Regions from separate parts of the Ovis aries genome. Here region 1 is linked to region 2. A link is a contact called in public Hi-C data. All regions are on one chromosome and are shown on one strand. The core of a region is the stretch at or near the end of the contact, and the rest is flanking DNA. Distances in the headings are between cores, read along the strand shown.

Region 1 (5,098 bases), core at 2,281-4,780, 130 kb before region 2:
GCCTAAGAAACGGTAGGCGCACACCCCAGCCTGTGCCCGGTGTGCTGGTGATCGTGAGCTCTGCGCCCTCTGGCAGGGGGCGCTCAGGACCAGCCTTCCTGCATCAAGGGAACCACTCTCCCAGCTTACACCAGCATCGTTCTTGTCCCAGAAGGTCCTCACAAGTAGCATCACAAAGTGTTTATTGTTGCTGCTGCTGCTAAGTCGCTTCAGTTGTGTCTGACTCTGTGCAACCCCAAAGACGGCAGCCCACCAGGCTGCCCTGTCCCTGGGATTTCCAGGCAAGAACACTGGAGTGGGTTGCCATTTCCTTCTCCAGTGCATAAAAGTGAAAGTGAAGTCACTCAGTTGTGTCCGACTCTTTGCGACCCCATGGACTGCAGCCTACCAGGCTCCTCCGTCCCTGGGATTTTCCAGGCAAGAGCACTGGAGTGGGGTGCCATCGCCTTCTTCAATCCACTTACTTGCTTACCTGCAATCCACTTCCACTGGCTCCTCTCCTCTCTGCTTCCCAGCTGAGTTTCTGTCTCACTCTGGCCCAGGGTCTGCAACTCACCACTGTCCACACCCCACCCCAGCAATGCCCACATGCTGGCTCTTTCCAGAGCCACTCGGGACCCCAGGGCACCGTGCTTCCTCAGCCTCTTGCTTCTTTCTTGAACATTCTTTTCCCATGGCCCTCATCTCCACCATACTCTCCCCAGGTTTCCTCCCATCTCTATGGCTGTCCATACATTTTCTGCCCAAACCTGAAGCGATGGCTTCTGGTGGTTCCTGCTAAGAGCTCTCTGCTCATTCTAATTTGTGGCTTTGGTCTCCAATCTGTAACCTAGACCCCATCTTGGGCCCTCCACCCTCAACTCGTCTGAGCCCCAGGCCTTGTGTCCATCTGCAGCCCTGGACGGTTTCCATGTCAGTGTGCTGCCGCTCATACCAGATGCTTCGGCATAATCGGCCAGCAGCCAGAATTTCTGGAGCACCCACTGGGTGCTAGGTGCTGGGGACCCACAGGGGAACATGCTATGCAAGAATGGGTCCCTGCTCTGGGAGGGACACACTGAACAAACAGGTAGAGCGAAATGTTGTAAGATGCTCGGCAGTGCTCAGTATTGCACGTGTGCCGGCATGCCCAGGTGTGTCTGATTGTGACCCCAAGGACTCCTCTGTCCATGGGATTCTCCATGCAAGAATACGGGAGTCGGCTGCCATGCCCTCTTCCAGGGGATCTTCCCAGGGATTGGTAGTAACCCATTTCTCTCATGTCTCCTGCGTTGGCAGGCAGGTTCTTTACCACCAGTGCCATCTGGGTTGCCTGGACATAGGTACGCTTATGGCTGATTCACGTTGTACAGCAGAAACCAACACTGTAAAGCAATTATCCTCCAATTAAAAACAAAGCAAAACCTCCAGCCCTGGCTCACAAAAGCCCTTTGAAACCAGGGGATGAACAAAGACCCCCAAGGTGGGGTGAGAGAGAGTGGAGACAGAAGGCAGTGTGGATTAACACTGGGCATTTACAAGGCAGGGAGTTGGGAGGGAGTTGTTGGATCTTGGAACCATGGGAAGAGGAGCCCCCAGGAAGGGCTGTGTCTGCTGCCGCTGTAATGGAGTTAAAACTAAGAATCTGACAATGGGGTTTTGCAACACAGCAGAGTGGAGGTGGGGAGGAAGCCTGACCAGAGCCCTGTCAGTGAAGTGGGGGGAGACAGCTGGATGGGGAGGCGGAGCAGGAGAATATTTTAAAAACAGCAGAAATAAGTGTATTTGCATGCTGATGGGAAAACCAATGTCCAATGAGGAGAGACTGCTTGGGACAGTGCTTGGGTGGGTGAGAGGATGGGATGAAGGGCATCAGAGAGTTCAACTGGAGCAGAGGTTTAGCTGAAGCAAGGGCAGGTTGAGTAACGGGAGAGAAGGTGGGGTCCAGCAGGAAGCAGGGATGAAGGGAGCCCGAGAGTTTTGGCTGCATCTGTTTTAAAATCTTTTGGCTATGCCTTGTGGCATGTGGGATCTTAGTTCCCCAACCAGGGACTGAACCTTCGTTCCCTGCATTAGAAGTGCAGAGTCTTAACTGCTGGCATGTCAGAGAAGTCCCTGCATCTGTTTTCTCAAGAAGATGTCAAGTGACAAGCTGAAAGGAGATGCTGGAGTCTGAGAGAGATGGCCTGACACTGTGGTCAAGGGAGGAGCGAGAGAGAGCAAAGGCCAGGGAATGTGACAAGAAAACCAGCAGTATGAGGGGACGAGTCGCGGAGCAATCATGAGACCAGTCAGGGAGAATGAGTGTTTTTCTCCCATGATGTTCAGCTGCACAGGGACAGGAGCCAAGGAGAGCTGGCCTTATCCAGGGCTCTTGTTAAGCCAGAGAGAGGGGGCAGGGTGGGGGTGGCTCTGGGTGTCTGCAAAACACTAAGGGAAAAGAAGGGTGTATGGAGCAGTGGGAAAGACTGACATGGAGGTGGGCGTACTGATGGACTACAGGTTCCGGTGGGCCTGAAGGGACTACCAGGAATCGAGACACTAGAGGAGTGTACCCTTCAACGTTGCCCTAAATCCAAACCTCTCTGCACCACCCCCGTTCCCTTAGGGGTATCTCTGTCTCCCAAGTCATCGCCCACCCGGCAGCTAACAACGTGACCTTTTGACAAAGCAAATCTGGTCGCGTGGCTCCTCAACTTAGAAGCACTAAGGGGAGAGCCCCTCTCCTTAGTCTGGGTGTGGTCAGCTCTTCTGCAACCCCCTCACGTCTCATTTCCAGTTATAACCCCCTGGAAGCCCGCCTTGATACTCCCAGGCAACATCATGAAGCCCCGCCAGGTTCCACGGTCTCCCCTACACGACAGTGAGTTCTCTTTAGTCAGTGCCTGCTGTATCCTCGGTGCCCAAACTGGCTCGGTCCAGGATTGGCGCTCAGTATGTCTGTGATATTAACTCGTTAAAACAGGCAAAGTGCAGGAGAGCTTGTGCGGCGTGAGTCCCCCCCGCCCCCCGCTTGTGTTTTCCCGGGCGTACCTAACAAGAGCAGTGGCATCTACCCAGAGGTACAGTGAGCACATCTCTTCCGTGATAAACTCTGCCATAGCTTCCCACTCAATCCAGGACTAAGCCCAGGTTCCATCGCCTCATTAGCCCCGCATCACTGCTCTCTTGCCCCCTACGCTTTTTGTTCAAATAAAAAGACCCTCTGCCTGCAATGCCTCCACACTCCGGCAAGGTCACGAACGTCCTCTGAATTCCTCCGGGCCGAGGTCAGGGCTGAACCCAGACACAGCGCACGATGCTCGAGCCCAGCAGTGGAGACTCCGAGGTTCAGGGGTTCCCGCACCCGTGCCCCACTCCCGCCGGCCGCTCCTGCGCACTGGGCCTCACCGCGTTCCTTGCGCTCGGGGAAGCCGTAGTCGGGCGGGAAAGTGGGCATCCGCAGGGGTTCGGGCTCCACCGAGGCATCGCCCAGGTATCTCCGGGCCAGGTGAGCCCCCATGGCTGCTGTCACCGCAGGTTCCAGCGGTAGCCGGGGTCACCTAATTCCTACCCGGAAGCATTCCCCCTAGGCCAGCTATGGCTTCCGGGTTGCTTGCACCGCCGCAGGGATCGTAGAGATGAATGACTCCAAAGGAGTTCAGGTAACTCTGGGGCCTCCTAGCGGCCGGGAGGGGACAGCAAGGCGCTCACCCCCTACTCTGGCTACCGCCAGAGGGAGCCTCCCTGCCTCGGAAAATATATCTGGGCTGGGGGAGGGTGGACGACAGGAGCCTGGGGTCTCCTCTCACCCTCCCTGGGCTCCACTGGTCTACTGCAGCTAGAGTACAAAGGAAAAATATATTTTATATCATAATTTTAAAAAGTTCTATTCTAAAACATTCAAAGTTTTCATAAGCGCTTGCACAGTTGCTGATGATATAATTAGTGAATATAAAAGGTTTAAATAAAATTACTTAAATATTTTAATTTAAATAAGCAAATAAAAGTTATTTATCAATACACTATAAACTGAGTTTTTTAAAAAAATACTTTTATTTATTTGGCTGTGCCAGGTCCTAGTTGCAGCATGTGGGATCTAGTTCCCTGACCATGGAACAAACCCAGGGCCCCTGCATTGGGAACACAGAATCTTAGCCACTGGACCATCAGGGAAGTTCCTATTAAACTGAGCTTTTAAATAAATCCTACTAAATACTTTGTAAAAATGAAGCAAGTTGTGATTCTAGTATTCCTCTACTTGCCACTGTAAAGAATTGGTATTGCATTTCACATCTGTTAGGTTAGCGCTTCTATATGTGTGTATATTTAAAAGTATTTTAAATATACACACATATATTTTTTGTATATATATTATATATATATACACACACACATATACGTATTGCTTAATACTTCTTGGCCAAATACTGCCTCCATGTGCAGCTGTAACAAATGCAAATGATGTGTTAATTTGTTACTATCTCTGGACTCTCAGTGCAGGATTGGAACACAAAAGAAAAAATTTTCACTGGATGCTTGTCAGTGTTGGGAAATGATACTTGGCCGTGCAAGATTACATTTCATTTGACAAGGTGCTGTGGGTTGAACTATCTTCCACCCTCTGATCCCCCACCTCCCGCCAAAATATATGTTGAAGTCTTAACCATGGGGGAAGCTGCGGATGTGATCTTACTTGAAAACAGAGTTTTGCAGATGTAATCAAGTTAAGATGTGGTCATGACAGACTCGGGTGGGTCCTAATCTAATGACTGGCGCCCTTCTTATGAAAGGGAAATGTTTTAAACTGCAAGTTTATGTATTTATTTCTGGCTGTGCAGGGTCTTCCTTGCTGCGGGCCTTTTCTCTAGTTGCAGCAGTTGTGGCGCACCGACTTCTCACTGCAGTGGCTTCTCTCGTTTCAGAGCACAGGCTGTAGGGGGCACGGGCTTCAGTAGTTGCAGCTCTAAGCCTCTGGAGCACAGGTTCAGTAGTTGTGGCATGTGGGCTTCATTGTTCCTCAGCATGTGGGATCTTCCTGGACCAGGGATCGAACCCACGTCTCCTGTTTGACAGGGGGATTCTTTCCTACTGAGCCACCAGGGAAGCCCTAAGAGTGAAATGTGGGAGCAGACACACA
Region 2 (5,296 bases), core at 1,473-3,972:
ATTGGCTGAGCCACCAGAGAAGCCCACTTAGTCTTTACACCCTACTGCCATCTTCTGGGGAAACTAAGGAATAAGAAATTCAAAGCAGCTGGGTTTATGAAGCAGGATTGAGGTATGAAAGTTCTAAATCTTGGGGTATAAGGAACTGAAGAAAATCCTACAGATATATTAACGAGTTCCTTTGGGTTTCCCTGGTAGCGCAGATGGTAAAGAATCCTCCTGCAATGCGGGAGACCTGGGTTCAATCCTTGGATTGGGAACTCCCTTGGAGAAGGAAATGGTTACCAACTCCAGTATTCTGGCCTGGAAAATCCCAAGGATGGAGGAGCCTGGTGGGCCACAGTCCTTGGGGTCGTAAAGAGTCAGACACGACTGAGCGACTTTCACATCATTTAAAATCTGATAATATATTCTTATTGCCCTTGAAAATCCAGGTCTAAGGATACTAATTTTTGTAACAAGTGCATTAAAATGGAATTTAGGAACCTGGTCATCACATTGATTTATCCCTCCACCTATCATCATCCATCCATCCGTCTATCCATGCATCATCCACCCAACTGTAACCCACCCACCTATCTGTCCATGCATCATTTACCCACTCAACCATCCATTCACCCATCATCTTCTCATCCATCCAACAAATGGTTAAGAAATACCTTCTCTGTGCTCAGTGATTTTATGTCAAGGTGATTGATTTTATTCACTCTCAGTTTTATCACATTTCAAGTGAGGTTAATCTTGCCAAATCATTTACTCGTTAGGGGAAAGAAATATGTTTATGGCACTAACAAAATTTGATTTTACTTGTTAAAAAAATATTTTTTTCATGCAAATAATTCTAGGCAATAAAATCAGATGGTACAGATTAAATTTGGGAATAGATAAACACCAGGGGATTAAAATAAAGATGTTGTTGTGTAGTTAACTCATAACACTGACATATTTTGATTAGCTACTGTAACCTATATACCACTTAGACTTTAATGACTTCACCACATTGCACTGTATGGAATTATTTATTCAACGTGCAATAACATGAACAAAGTTTACAAACATGATGTTGAGCCAAATAAATCAAAGAAAAAAGAATTTATACAGTGTGTTTATTTATATAAAATAATAAAATAGACACAACCAACCTATAGTAGTAGAAATCAGGATAGTGATTTTCCTTTGAGGAAGAAGACAGTAAATGAAACAGACATGAGGGAACATTCTGAGTGTGTTCACTTTGTGAAAATTCTTTGAGCTATGTCGATTTCTGTATATTCCTGTATGTTTCTGTAGGTACACTGCAAAGCAATTTTCTACATGTATGTTACAGATCAATAAAAAAGTAAAAAAAAAACAATAAATGATTTTTGCTAGCAAGCCAAAATTGCTTTGGAAGAAATGATACAATTCAAAACAGGTATTAAGTGATTGTAATACATAGTTTGGGTTTTTTTCACAAGTTTTTTTCAGTCTGTTTTTCTTTCGTAATGTGGAGGGAAAAAAAGGCAAATATATGTTTCATTTAGATATCAAATTCTAGTGATGAGACTTAATAAAACTTGCTCAACTAAAAAACAAATACGTGTTTGTGCTTCTGCATCAAAGGAATATTTTCTTCATTGGTTGATAACCTGGGAGGAAATAATGAGACGTGTACACATAGTATAGTATTAATGAGAGTTAAACACAATAGGTGACTTCAAAATGCTTGTTCTGTATATTTTACTTTGAACACGGTGTTAAGTTTCTTATGATTTGTCATACTGGTTAATGTGAAAGCGTGTCATTATAAAGTTCCCTTTCCCTTTGAGACCTATTAAGAAATGTTTTTGATTTTACAGGCTAATGTTGCAACTGACTAGTTTGTAAATATATCATTCCTGTGTATAAAGCATCAAAACATAAAAAAACCCAACCCCAAACAATTGGCTACTATCCAGCGAAAAAGGTCGGCTCTCCCTTCTTACATCCTCTCCCGTTCTAAAAAACTCTATTCTCTTCTAAGAAAGCCAAAAAGAAAACAACAAAACCCCCCAAATCCCCAAACCAAACCAAACACAAAAGAGAAAGGCAGGGCGGGGCAGGCGAGGGGAGGGGGGCGGAAGGAAGGGGGAGAGGAAAGTCAAACACTGAGCATCCCAAAGTGCCAGCGAAGCGCCGCCCCACCCACCAAGCCTAGGTCCCGCCCCAATCCCCACTCCACAGGCTTAAGCTCATCCCAGAATAGTCACTGGAAGGACTGCTGCTGAAACGTCAATACTTTGGCCACCGGATGCGAAGAGCCGACTCATTGGAAAAAGACCCCGATGCTGGAAAAGACTGAGGGCAAAAGAAGAGGAGGGCCGGCAGAGGATGAAATGGTTAGATAGCATCACCGACTGGGACATGGATTTGTGCAAACTCTGGAAAACAGTGAAGGACAGAGAAGCCTGGCGCGCTGCAGTCCATGGGGTCACAGAGTCGGACACGACTTAGCAACTGAACAAACAACAATAACAACTAGCCCGGACCATGTGGCATACGCCCCGCCCCTAACTCCACCCTCTAGGTCCGGTCAGACCCCACCCCAGAGCTTAACCTTGCCCCCAACCGGGGGAAAGAAACTAGAATTTCTCCTCCAAGGTCATAAAGGAGGAGTTAAGCTCCCCGCCACAGTCCGCAGCTCCTTTGGCCCTGAGAGCCAGTGCCTCGGCCACTTCCGCTGCTGGGGGCCCTGACACCGGAAGCGGAAGTGCACTGCGGCCGCGGACGGAGGTGGCTGTGCTGGACCGCGCGGCGCCTTGCGGTGGGAGTGTCTCCGGCCAGTCTGCAGGTGCGGCCCATCCCCTCGGGAATGCTCGGCGGGAGCGGGGAGGGGTCTCAGAGTCTAGAACGGACTAGCTGGCCAAGGGACTTCTTCCCCGCGGTGCGCCTGGGGCTGGGGCGGCTACCGCAGAGCTTGGCTGTGCAGCTGAGCTTCCCCTCTCCCGTCTGTCGCGCTCAGGTACTCCTTGTTTGGGGAGACAGGACTGTCATCCACTTATTGCGCGGGAAATCACGAAGTATAGTCCAGGTCCCGCAGCGAAGGAGTGGTGCACCAGCTGGCTCCAGCATTCACTTGTCCTTCCGGATTTGTAGGCCTACTGTATCTCTTTTATGCAGGAGAATTTTTTAATTAATAAATCACGTTTTGTTGCATATTGCGTTTCAGATTATCCAGCTCTGCCCAAGGAAATTTAGGGCTGAATCTACCTGTGCAAATTCGTTTGAGTGACTTGGCATGTGGATTTGAAAAATGGAATGTACTTCCTATCGAAGGATGAATTAGATGATTTTTTTTTTTTTTTTTGCAACTGATAATTTGCAGTTCTTTAGCTTAGGACCTGTTAGTTTTCTTTTCCCTTTGGTTTTCTTTCTCCTTCCTTCTTTCCTTCAAAAGCGCTTTAAATTTGTGACTTTTACTTTGTATCAGTTTTACTTACTGCAAAGGAAGGGAGTCTTAATAAAAGCTATTTTTCACTTATGTCACAAGTCTTACTAACATCAATGAAAAGTAAGGTTATTTAGTTCTTTTCAAGTTGGCTCCAGCCTGTAAATCAGCAGAAGGCTTCAAAACTTGCGATGCCAGGAAAAAGAACATAAGGTTTGTTAGTACTGTGAACTGAAGTTGAGTTGGCAGTGAATTGAATGTCTTTTTTAAATAATAGGTTAAGACTCACTTCTTTTTTTAAATTAATTTATTTTAAATGGAGGCTAATCACTTTACAATACTGCCCTACATTGACATGAATCAGCCACAGGTGTACACGTGTCCCCTGTCCCCAATCCCACCCCCCCCCACTTCCCTCCCCATCCCATCCCTCTGGGTTGTCCCAGTGCACCAGTTTTGAGTGCCCTGTTTCATGCATTGAACTTGGACTGGTCCTCTGTTTCACATATGGTAATATATATGTTTCAATGCCATTCTCTCAAATCATCCCACCCTCGTCTTCTCCCACAAAGTCCTAAAGTCTGTTCTTTATGTCCATGTCTCTTTTGGTGTCTTACACATAGCATCATCGTTACCATCTTTCTAAATTCCATATATATGTTTTAATATACTGTATTGGTGTTTTTCTTTCTGACTTACTTCACTCTGTATAATAGGCTCCAGTTTCATCCACCTCATTAGAACTGACTCAAATGCATTTTTTTTAATGGATAATCCATTTTGTATATGTACCATAGCTTTCTTATCCATTCATCTGCTGATGGACATCTAGGTTGCTTCCATGTCCTGGCTATTGTAAACAGTGCTGCGATGAACATTGGAGTACACGTGTCTCTTTCAATTCTAGTTTCCTTGGTGTGTATGCCCAGCAGTGGGGTTGCTGAGTTGTATGGCAGTTCTATTTTCAGTTTTTTAGAGAATCCACACTGTTCTCCATAGTGGCTGTACTAGTTTGCATTCCCACCAACAGTGTAACAGAGTTCTGTTTTCTCCACACCCTCTCCAGCATTTATTATTTGTAGACTTTTGGTTGTAGATGGCAGTCTTTCTGACCTGCATGAGATGGTACCTCATTGTGGTTTTGATTTGCATTTAAGACTCACTTCTAATAAGAAATGAGGAAGAAATTAATTCTGGAGGAAAATTAAATGTCAGATTTTGATTTAATGAGTGAGGTATTTCTTTTCAGAGAATTCATGTCCCACTGTGTCTTTTTAGAAAGAATCAGTGTTTCTTAAAGATACCTGAGATTTGGTGGTGTGATTTTATATCAGGCATTTAAAATAATTTTTATTTTTGTGGTGGTGGTAGTGGTGGGTTTGTGTGTGTGTGTATGTAGGCACGTGCCTTTTTAATTTAGCTATACTGATTTATTCTTGAGTTGATATTTTGGGCACATTTTCATTGGAGGGGGGCCGATGAACTGGACCCTGAACAGGGGAAACAATGTGACCCAAATAGATTTAGCACTTGCCCCGTGGAGGTTTTAGTCTAGCTGGGAAGATAGATTTTAAATTAACAATAAGGGTGATGTGTGTGGCGACTTAAAAATATTGCATGATGTGAAAAATTGCACAACTTGAGAGTTGTGCGTTGTTTTATTTGGGGGAAAATTGAGGACTGCAGCCCAGGAGATAGCACCTCAGATAGTTCTGAGAAACTGTTCCCAAGAGGTAGGGGAGGAAGGTCAATATATAAGATTTTGGTGAAGGGAGAGTTCAGTGCAACCAGGTACTTACTTTACAGAAAGTTTTCTGCTAGTCATGAGGCGCTGTTGTCACCATGAAGGGAGTTAGTGCTTTACTAGATATGAGGAGATGAAAAGATTGG

What was found. Hi-C and Micro-C count contacts between places; a contact is called where the count stands out from the background.
Region 1: a Hi-C map of hypothalamus shows a contact between it and region 2, with 8 times the contacts expected there. The contact joins the promoter of NDUFB7 here to the promoter of ZNF333 in region 2. A contact is called at or near these places in 8 of 16 Hi-C or Micro-C datasets (blood, hypothalamus, liver and 3 more).

The regions. Positions count from the first base shown.
Region 1 is chr5:9,546,707-9,551,804 of ARS-UI_Ramb_v3.0, reverse strand. NDUFB7 (NADH:ubiquinone oxidoreductase subunit B7) reads right to left here and starts at 3,530. Exons shown (of 3, transcript XM_004008468.6): 1 at 3,370-3,530. The coding sequence starts at 3,481.
Region 2 is chr5:9,411,302-9,416,597 of ARS-UI_Ramb_v3.0, reverse strand. ZNF333 (zinc finger protein 333) reads left to right here and starts at 2,722. Exons shown (of 11, transcript XM_060416262.1): 1 at 2,722-2,809.